Regions from separate parts of the Danio rerio genome. Here region 2 is linked to region 1. The links are chromatin contacts, called in public HiCAR-type maps. All regions are on one chromosome and are shown on one strand. The core of a region is the stretch at or near the end of the contact, and the rest is flanking DNA. Distances in the headings are between cores, read along the strand shown. Region 1 holds the start of sowahca (sosondowah ankyrin repeat domain family Ca). Region 2 holds the start of septin10 (septin 10).

Region 1 (4,697 bases), core at 616-3,115:
AAGCGTTGAGGTTTGTCATGCCGCCACGGACACGCCCCTCTGTGAAAACTCTAGATCTTCACAATATATCATCGCTAGAGCTTTCAGATAACACCACTCAAATTTGGTGCTGATACGATAAAATTTGTGGGAGGAGTTTGTGATACTGTAAAACATGTCATTTCCTGTGGCCAGCAGGTGGCGCTAAAACTGTATCTGGATATCGGCATGTAAACGTGTTCAGGTCAGGACTCTTATCAAACGTGTGAATTTTGAGGCAGATCGGATAATGCGTGTCTGAGTTATAACGACTTCCTCTTTTGTGGCGAATCGTCAAAGTTTACGAGGCCGCCACGGACACGCCCATCGACGAAAACTCTAAAGCTTCGCAATTTAACATCGCCAAGGCCTTTAGATGACAAAACCCAATTTTGGTGTCGATCGGATAAAATCCCTAGGAGGAGTTCGTTAAAATACAACGCCTGGAAATGGCAAAAACGCCACTTTTTCGCTGCAGGAAGTCAAAAATATCCGACTTCCTGTTGGGTTTAAGATATGGCTCCAAGAGACTTTTTCGTATGTTTTCGCATGTTTGAGGTGTGTGCCAATTTTCGTGCATGTGCGTGATTCGTGGATCGGGGGCTCGTCCGTTTAAATTTTCTAGGTGGCGCTGTCGAGTCATTTTGCCACACCTCTTTCCGAGACCCATAATAAACGTAAATTTTCGCCACTTCTGAGGCGTGTGCAAAGTTCCGTGAGTTTTCGGGCATGTTTAGCCCCTCAAAACCGCGATTCATTCCGCGGAAGAAGAAGAAGAAGAAGAATAATAAGAAACGGAGCAATTCCAATAGGGCCTTGCACCGTTCGGTGCTCGGTCCCTAATAATAATAAACGGAGCAATTCCAATAGGGCCTACGCACCGTTTCGGTGCTCGGTCCCTAATAAAAAACGGAGCAATTCCAATAGGGCCTACGCACCGTTTCGGTGCTCGGTCCCTAATAAACGGAGCAATTCCAATAGGGCCTTGCACCGTTTCGGTGCTCGGTCCCTAATAATAATAATAATAATAAAAAACGGAGCAATTCCAATAGGGCCTACGCACCGTTTCGGTGCTCGGTCCCTAATAATAATAAACAGAGCAATTCCAATAGGGCCTACGCACCGTTTCGGTGCTCGGTCCCTAATAATAATAATAAACAAATTGTTATATTTATTGCAAACAAATAAATATATTTAAATTTATTTAATAATATTTTAAATGTATATATTAAAAAATAATAAATAAATAAATAAATAAATAAATAAATATATATATATATATATATATATATATATATATATATATATATATATATATATATATATATATATATATATATATATATAAAGTCAACCACATAGTGTCTTTATTTCTTGGGGGAATGCGGAGGGGGTATGTTTGGGGAAGTTTCGCCCAGGGTGCCACTTAAACTTGAACCGCCACTGCACTTTTCCACACAAGTCTAAACCCAGCTCAAGTGAAGGTTAAAACACTTGCAAAATTATTTTGCAAAAAAAAATTAATAATAATTAACTAGAAATTAGTAATTTTTATTACTTTTTTCTCATGCCATATTCAAAAATCGTATTAAGATTCGGGTTAAATCGTATTAAGATGTTTTTGATCCACTTCAAATATTGACTACTACTATACTTCCAGTGACAAACTACAAACAGTACATGTTTATACCGTTTTACATCTCCTAAACGCGGATTTAGTCACTGTTTTTGGATCAAACTAGCTTTTTAACAAACAAAACTCTTACTAACATCTATTAACATTTTAATTTTACGGGGCCTTTAAACGATATCAGAATGTTATTGTGAACTGACCCTTTAAGAGCCCGAATGAGCGCCGCTGCGCTGCAGTTTCCCAGCAGTGAATGTGTTCCAGTGTTGCTAAGCTGCAACTCTACCGACCCCTGTCTGACAGTCCGCGATGTGTTCATCACCACCATCATCATCATCAGCGGCGCACAGATTTACCGCAGGCCGGCTCTGAGATGCTGAAGGCGGCGGAGCAGGTCACGCAGGAGTCGGTGCTGGACTTTCTGCTGGAGAGCGGCGGACGCGTCAGGAACAAGGAGCTCGTGGCGCATTTCAAACTCATCCTGAGCGGGGAAAACACGAACAGAGCCGCGCTGAAGGAGAAATTCAAGCGCTTCGTGGACAACATCGCGTATGTGAAGCAGGAGAACGGAGAGAAGGTGGTGTGTTTGAAGAAGAAGTACCGATTCCCGGAGGCGCGCAGCGGAGATGGCGATCAAGAAGATGATGATGATGATGACAAAGAGGAAGATGGAGATACAAATGAAGATAAAGATGGAGAAATGATGTGTAAAGATAAAGAGGAGATTAACAGAGCAGTCAGCGACCTCCAGCTCCAGGAGAAGCAGGTGTGTGTGTGTGTGTGTGTTGTGACATATCAGGACACAAATGTGTATAATGACATGTGTAACACTGATATTACTGGAGAAGGTGAATTATGAGGACACTGCTATAGGGAGATTGAGATCAAATACAGTTTGTACAGTTTAAAAACAATGAAAACCAATGCAATGTCCCCACAATTCACAAAAACAACCCTGTTTGTGTGTATGTGTGTGGCTGCATGATACTGAATTAAAAAGCTGACATTGTGATATATCGCAGTGTGAATATAATTTCACTTAAACAGATAGTTCACCCAAAAATACTATTTACTCTCCTGTTTTAAAGGTTTGAGTTTCTTCTGTTCACAAAATAAGATGTTATAAAGAAAGCCAAAAACCAGTAACCATTGCATTCCAGTGTAGGAAATACAAACACTTTCAGTCGATGGTTACAGGTTGACATCATTCTTCAAAACGTCTTCTTTTGTGTTCAACAGGGTTTGAGACGAGTGTGCATGAATGAATACAGAACTTTCATTTTTTGCGTGAGCTGTGCTTTTAAAGCTACAAATGCTTTTTTAAAGACTAAATGGTTTTAAATTAGCTTGAAAGCGTACATAGTCACAGGCTTTAATTTGTTGCTAATGTTAAGTTTTTCATGTGTTCAGGAGCACTGTTTTCTCAGAGGTGTATAAAGGACTAGAGACCCAGACTTGATAAAAGTACAAGTGCTCTATCAAAAAAGGGACTTGAGTAGAAGTTGAAGTGCTCTTCAAGCATTATACTGAAGTGGAAGCACTAAAGTATTCAACATTTCTTGTACTGAAGTATTGCAGTTTATTGCAAAGTTTACTACTCAAGTACTGAAAGTAAAAGTACTTAAAAGTAGTAAAAGTCTTGTGTAATGTAGTTATTAAAGGTTCACAAAACCCTCAAATACTTTTTTTTAGATGTTAACAAATTAACTTAAATTAATTTAATACTAATTCAATAATTGTCAATCGTCACTAATAACATAATAATAAAACAATAATGTATATTTTCATTATATTACATGAAATTATTTTTTAAAACCTGCTTTAGCCCAAATATGACTGAAAATCCAATCTGAGTGTCTGAACTAATAATAATCCAAATTTGAAGATGATATCTCCAAACCGCTCCAAGCTGGATTCGAACCGACAACCTTCCGCATGGGAGCCAGATGCACTACCAAGGAGGGTTAAGACCATGGACACTAGCATCTGTCACTAGAGCACATTTAGAGGTCAGAGGAGTGAGGTTTACCTGCTTAGCAAGTAGTAGCTGGCCTCTGTTACACTCACCCCCCTAAACTTCACTCCTATCCGGGTCACAACACCAATGAAACCCCACCGGTTCTACACCACCCAACCTGCTCCAAGCTGGATTCGAACCGGCGACCTTCCGCATGGGAGTCGGATGCTCTACCAAGGAGGCTTACCTGCACAGCACTTACTAGCTGGCCTCTGTTACACAGTACCAGACATGACCACCAGGTTCAGGCGTTCAGGCTAAATGGATGACCTTATATTGGACCATGGCATCATGGTGATGCAGTGAGTCGCACAATCTCCTCACAGCAAGAAGCTCGCTGGTTCGAGCCTCAGCTCAGCTCAGTTGGTGTTTCTGTGTGGAGTTTGCATGTTCTCCCCGTGTTGGCGTGCTCCGGTTTCCCCCACTGTTCAAACACATGCACTATAAATTAGTAGTGATGTGAGTGTGATTAAGTGTGTTTGGATGTTTCCCAGTGATGGGTTGCAGCTGGACGGGCATCCGCTGCGTAAAACAAATGCTGGATCAGTCGGCGGTTCATTCCGCTGTGACGACCCCAGATTAACAAAGAGACTAAGTCGAAAATGAGACGAGTGGATGAATATTGGACCATTGATGACCTGTTTTTGTGTGTGTTGTGAGGAATATGAATCATATTTTTTAATACTTTTGACAATATTTGTAAAGTATGCTTGAAATTCAGTAGCAGTATGGGCAGTTTGGTGGTATTTGGTTTAAATTTAGCCTAAAAAACATTTACATGTGGATTGCTGTAGCAAAGTAATGATATATACTTAGTTTTTCATGTTTAGACTGCAGTGTTATGGCTTAAAGATGTAACCTCAAATGATCCCACAGTTTGAGGAGTGAGAGGGAATGTGTTTTGATTTCTTACTATAACTAATAACTATCAATATTTAGCTTGTCGTGTTAGAATTGGGATTTAGATTCTACATAGCGAGGTAAACATCCTGCTAATGGGACAGTGATAGTTAAGGGGCTTTAAATATGAAA
Region 2 (5,129 bases), core at 1,317-3,816, 67 kb before region 1:
CAGCCAGTTTAGTTGATCAGTTCCCCTATAGCGCATGTGTTTGGACTGTGAGGGAAACCGGAGCACCAGGAGGAAACCCAAGCTGGGACTCCAACCAACGACCTTCTTGCTGTGAGGCAACAGTGCTAACCACTGAGCCACCGTGTCACCAATCAGATGCCATTTATATGATGATGTGAGTCGTCAAAACAATGAGATATTATAGTCACAAAATCTGAATTGACGATCAATATCTGCAATCGTGTCCTCAACTCACCGATGCAGAGGATGTTGAAGCAGAATCCCTGACTAGTGGACTTGTTGACTAGTTGATCCGGCAGACTGTCGAAACCAACATGGCCTGATAGAGCCAGCGGGCGAGCATTCTTGTCCTGGAAGAAACAAATGAATGAGAACATGACCATAAACACTCAATTATTAAGAAAGCAGCTTTTCTCTCAAATCAGATCATGTTTACAGATTCAGCAATTAACAAAAAAAAACATGGCACCTTTAAAAAAAACACAATGATTACAGTGCTGTCTGGAATACGATCAGAACGGTGGCTCAGTGGTTAGCACTGTGGCCTCTTAACAAGAAGGTCGCTGGTTTTAGTCCCGGCTAGGCCAGTTGGCGTTTTTGTGTGGAGTTTGCATGTGCTCTTTAATAAATAAAGGAACTAAGTTAAAGGAAAATGTATTAATGTCTGGAATACTTCTTTCCGATTGGTTGATCATAACGTTCCAAGGTATGTTACTGTCAGATAACAAACAATAATAACATAGACTCATCTAAGTATTACGAAACGTCTTTACTTAGTGAATATATATATTTATATATCATGTTTAATTAAAGAATTAGTCAATTATTACAGCTCAGCTCAACGTTTTGGTCTTATTGTTTAGAGGCCAGTAGCAGTGTAATGATCAGTAATGCTGGTGGGTTTTGCAGAATCAACCCTTCCGTCTTATACAACAACTAATGATAAACTTTTAGTTGTTCAATAATCTGAATGACCATATAGTTGTGTTTGAGTAAAGCTAATGATGACCTTTCTTCAAATAAAAAATAAAAAATGTCTTTTAAAGGCATTTTGTAGATTAAAATAACCAAAAAAGTGCATGATTTTATGTCTCATAAATTTTTGACAGCACAATTCCACAATTTTTAGTCCAGAAGAGTAAAAAAAAAACTATATTTTGGTGGAATAACCCTGATTATTAGACAACAAATGAAAACGTTTTGAAAAAGAAAATGCTCTTACATTCACTTTTTATTCGTATATGAGCTTTGAAAGTAATGTTATCCTAAATTTATAGGATAAAACAAATACTAACATTTTACTCAAACCCATGCCTAATAAATCCAGGCAAACTGAGACTTTTCGAGTGGTCTATTAAATTGCTTTTTATTTAATTAGTTTATTTGCTTATATTTTCAGACTTTTATATCTGTAAATGTGCACGCAACAACAAAATAAAAAGTCAAATTCCCTACACAAAGTAGTTTTAGTATTAGTTAATCAGTTATATTTCAAACTGAGAAAGTACTCAAAGTTATAAATGCATTAAAAGCGTAAAATAAAGTGTTTTTTAATATTTGTATTGAGATTGATAGTTATATTCAGAAACATAAATCGTTAAGAAACCCAATAAATTGTAAATTAAATGCTTAATCAATGTGTTCTATTCTCACCAATATACCTCATCATGTTTATGTTCTGATGGATATTTTAACCTAATTTTAGATACAGATATTAATAATTCTAATAAATGTATTCAGACTGATAAGTAGATGCAGAACATCAGACACAAGCAATGTTTGGTTTATAACACGATGGCATTCAGTTTTATTTATGAACACACAATCAGAATCACCGGTCAGATTCACTCATCTCATTTATTCATCTCTAAACGTCACACATTCATAAACTACTTGAATTTACGTTGATAAGATCAAATATTTGTACTCAAGATTAATAATTCAGAGATAAGTATTCATAATCATGTTCATAAATCAGATGCAAGTTAGTTACTATTCATGCTGACAAATCTGATTTTCTGTTGTCAGTATTCAGACTGCTCAATCGTATTTAGATCAGTTAATCAGACACAGGTTAACTTCAAATCGATCAATCAAGTTAATCAATCAATCAATCAATCACATTGACGTTAATCGTTTATTTCAGTTCGATCGGGCGCGCGCTCGTGAGTATTTAAGCAGGTTATAATTAACGTTAACAAGAGAGTACTTAACGTTGCTCTGAGGTGTAGATTTAGGATCGGGCGTTAATAAAATACAAGTAATGTACAATTTAATAAATAATATAAATATTTTCTCGTTAACATCCGGCCGCAGCTGTATCCCTTATAGCAACAAACGTCGGACACTCCCAGGCGCGTCAGAAAGTTGAATCTGGCGTTGGGATGAGAAAACACACTGAACCCCTCACCGTGTCGATCACACACACTCACCGGTTGTCGAAGCACGTCTGAGGAGGCCATTGGAGCGCAGAAAAACGGTGGAGAGTCGCTGAAAAGTCGCTTCTGTCTGATGAAAGTCAGCAAAAGTTACCGTGACGCGCCTCGTCCAATGAATTCCAGCGGGCGCAGACTGGAAAAAGAGCCGCGTCCACTTCACTGCCTGCGGGAGGGCTGTTTTTCCATATTCCTCCACAGATTATCACCATTTCACATGACATGTACCACGACTAGCATTTTCGTAACACTTCATATATACACCAGCTAAATTAAAGAAGCAACTCCAAGTCAATTTCGTGAATTTCTACTTGTATTCTTCAGAGTAGAAGTAACACCCCCTTGTCCCATTAAAGTAGTATGTTCTAAAGTCGGACTCGCCCTCAGATTTGTGGTGTAACTGGACGCCATTTCGGCTCCAAATGGATTCATGCTTTAAAAATCTCCCTTTTTCCATGTATGCACGTCAGTTTTCAGATTTTAGACATTCCTCAAATTATTTAAAAAAAAATTAGTAGCACTGTTCATTTGTGTAAATGTTAATATCTTTAGGGCTGTTTTAATAAAATGGGTTTAGTCCCGAAACACTTTAGCAGTGCTGACATTAAAATAGAGTTTTCTTCATGTTTATTCTGATGGACAGAATATGTTTATATTTTTCCAGATTATATAAACATTTATTAGTATTATCTACAAATAAATAATAATAATAAACTGTATTTCGCAATAAAAAAATTATAAAGTGATGAAAAGAGATTCCTAAAAGTCACTCTGTAAAAACATTTGACTTTAATGTTAAAAAATAAAATAAAACTGGTTTATTTGAAACTGAATTCTTTCAATGTTCAGATTTTTTTGTGCTAGAAATGTATGTGCTTTACTGCATTTTTAGTTCAACAGTAGATTATTTGCATATTTAAACATAACATTGTACAAAATAATAATAATATGAAGCATGTTTGCAATTCTATTCATTTATTTATTCTGTAATTGAGTAGTAGGTAGCATGATCGCCTCACAGCAAAGGTCGCTGTTTCAATCCTCGGCTGGGACAGTTGGTGTTTCTGTGTGGAGTTTGCATGTTCTGCCCATGTTGGTGTGGGTTTCCTCCGGGTGCTCTGGTGTCCCCCACAGTCCAAAGACATGCACTATAGGGGAATTGATCAACTATATTGGTCGAAGTGTATGAGTGTGTATGGGTGTTTCCCAGTGATGGGTTGCAGCTGGAAGGGCATCTGGTGTGTAAAACATATGCTGGAATAGTTGTTGGTTCATTCCACTGTGGCCAACCCAGCTTAATAAAGGGACTAAGTCCAAAAGAAAATGAATGAATAATTACCCAATTTACCTGCAGTATATTACTTTGAATGGGTCTGTATTGTAGATTTCGATTTTTAGACATAATTTTGAATGAAGAAATTACAAAACCATTTAAAATAAATGCAGAGTGACTTGCAAATTAAATAATTTATTTAAAAAACATTAAAATAAAACCATTTGAGACCTACGACACAATGATCCAGCGTTTTTAAGTCCTAACACTTTGTATATTAAAGCAACAATTCACCCAAAAATAAAACGTTCTGCAAGATTTGCTCACACTCAAGTGGTTCCAAACTTTTATGAATCATTTCCTCTGTTGAACACAAAACAAGATATTATAAAGAATGTGGGAAACAATCGTCCATTACTCAGGGTTTTATCCTAACATCAAGAAAATCCCATATATAAATTAGCTGCATTTCCACTAAATTGTTAGAGTGGCTGACTGTAGTATTGGTAACCTAGCAACCAACAGTAAACAAGGCAATCATAATGCAGAGCGTGTACTGCACACTACATCACAGATTATTTGGCAGATGTGTTTCACTTCTCCAGTGACGGATTTAGGCATGGGCAATATGGGCGATGGCCAAGTGCGACATCTTGCTGGGGGGCATAGGGAAGAGGTGAGAAAAAAGTGCCCAAGTAAAATCTTTGATATCTACTTAATGCAAGTGTATTAGTTTAGAGTGGTTATCGCAGATATAAGACATTAGTGGCCATTCATATTTGGCGTCTTTTGCACATGCAAGTTTGTTGTTTTGTGCAACCGAAAGAACGCCGATGAAAACAAATTGACACTCACACGCACTGATCCTGATACTGGTTGTATACATGCACGCCGATGCAAGTTGACAAAACTAAAGTTATATAATATGATGATGATGTTACTTTGACTAAGCATGGCTATAAAGCAGAAAAGAGGAATAATCAGTCATGAAGGCAACTTGTTCATAACATTAATTCTTGGTCATGCGTCAAGTCTAAGACAACAGATAATTCTGTAAAACATATATATTTTTTGTATTCTATAGAACTGTCATAATTAATAATCATGCAAATGTCTTAGAATATTACTCCAGTTGTGTCTTTACATTGTTTTTCACTTACATTTAGGATTGATTTCTGTTATTTATTTAGAATAATAATTGTATAATTAAAGCTGCAAGCAGCGATGATAGGGACCTCGCACCCGGGCTCACCGCCGTCCGGTGGCCTCAGGATGACAGAGAACAGCGAACAATATTAATTTAAGCCGATGTATATAAAGAACCCGAGAAAATCACAAATTTATGTCAAACTTCCTCCTGTCACCAGGTGGCGCTATGACTGTGACTCAAGATTGGCATG

What was found. HiCAR-type assays count read pairs that join an accessible place to other places.
Region 2: a contact with region 1 is called in a HiCAR-type map of caudal fin, with 10 times the contacts expected there. The contact joins the promoter of septin10 here to the promoter of sowahca in region 1. A contact is called at or near these places in 3 of 4 datasets of contacts at active chromatin or transcription factors (caudal fin, embryo and gastrula embryo).

What each region holds. Positions count from the first base shown.
Region 1 is chr9:58,117,298-58,121,994 of GRCz12tu, reverse strand. It overlaps sowahca (sosondowah ankyrin repeat domain family Ca), which reads left to right and starts at 1,865. Exons shown (of 3, transcript XM_009305026.4): 1 at 1,865-2,414. The coding sequence starts at 1,902.
Region 2 is chr9:58,184,267-58,189,395 of GRCz12tu, reverse strand. septin10 (septin 10) reads right to left here and starts at 2,566. Exons shown (of 10, transcript NM_001017557.1): 1 at 2,454-2,566; 2 at 257-371. The coding sequence starts at 2,483.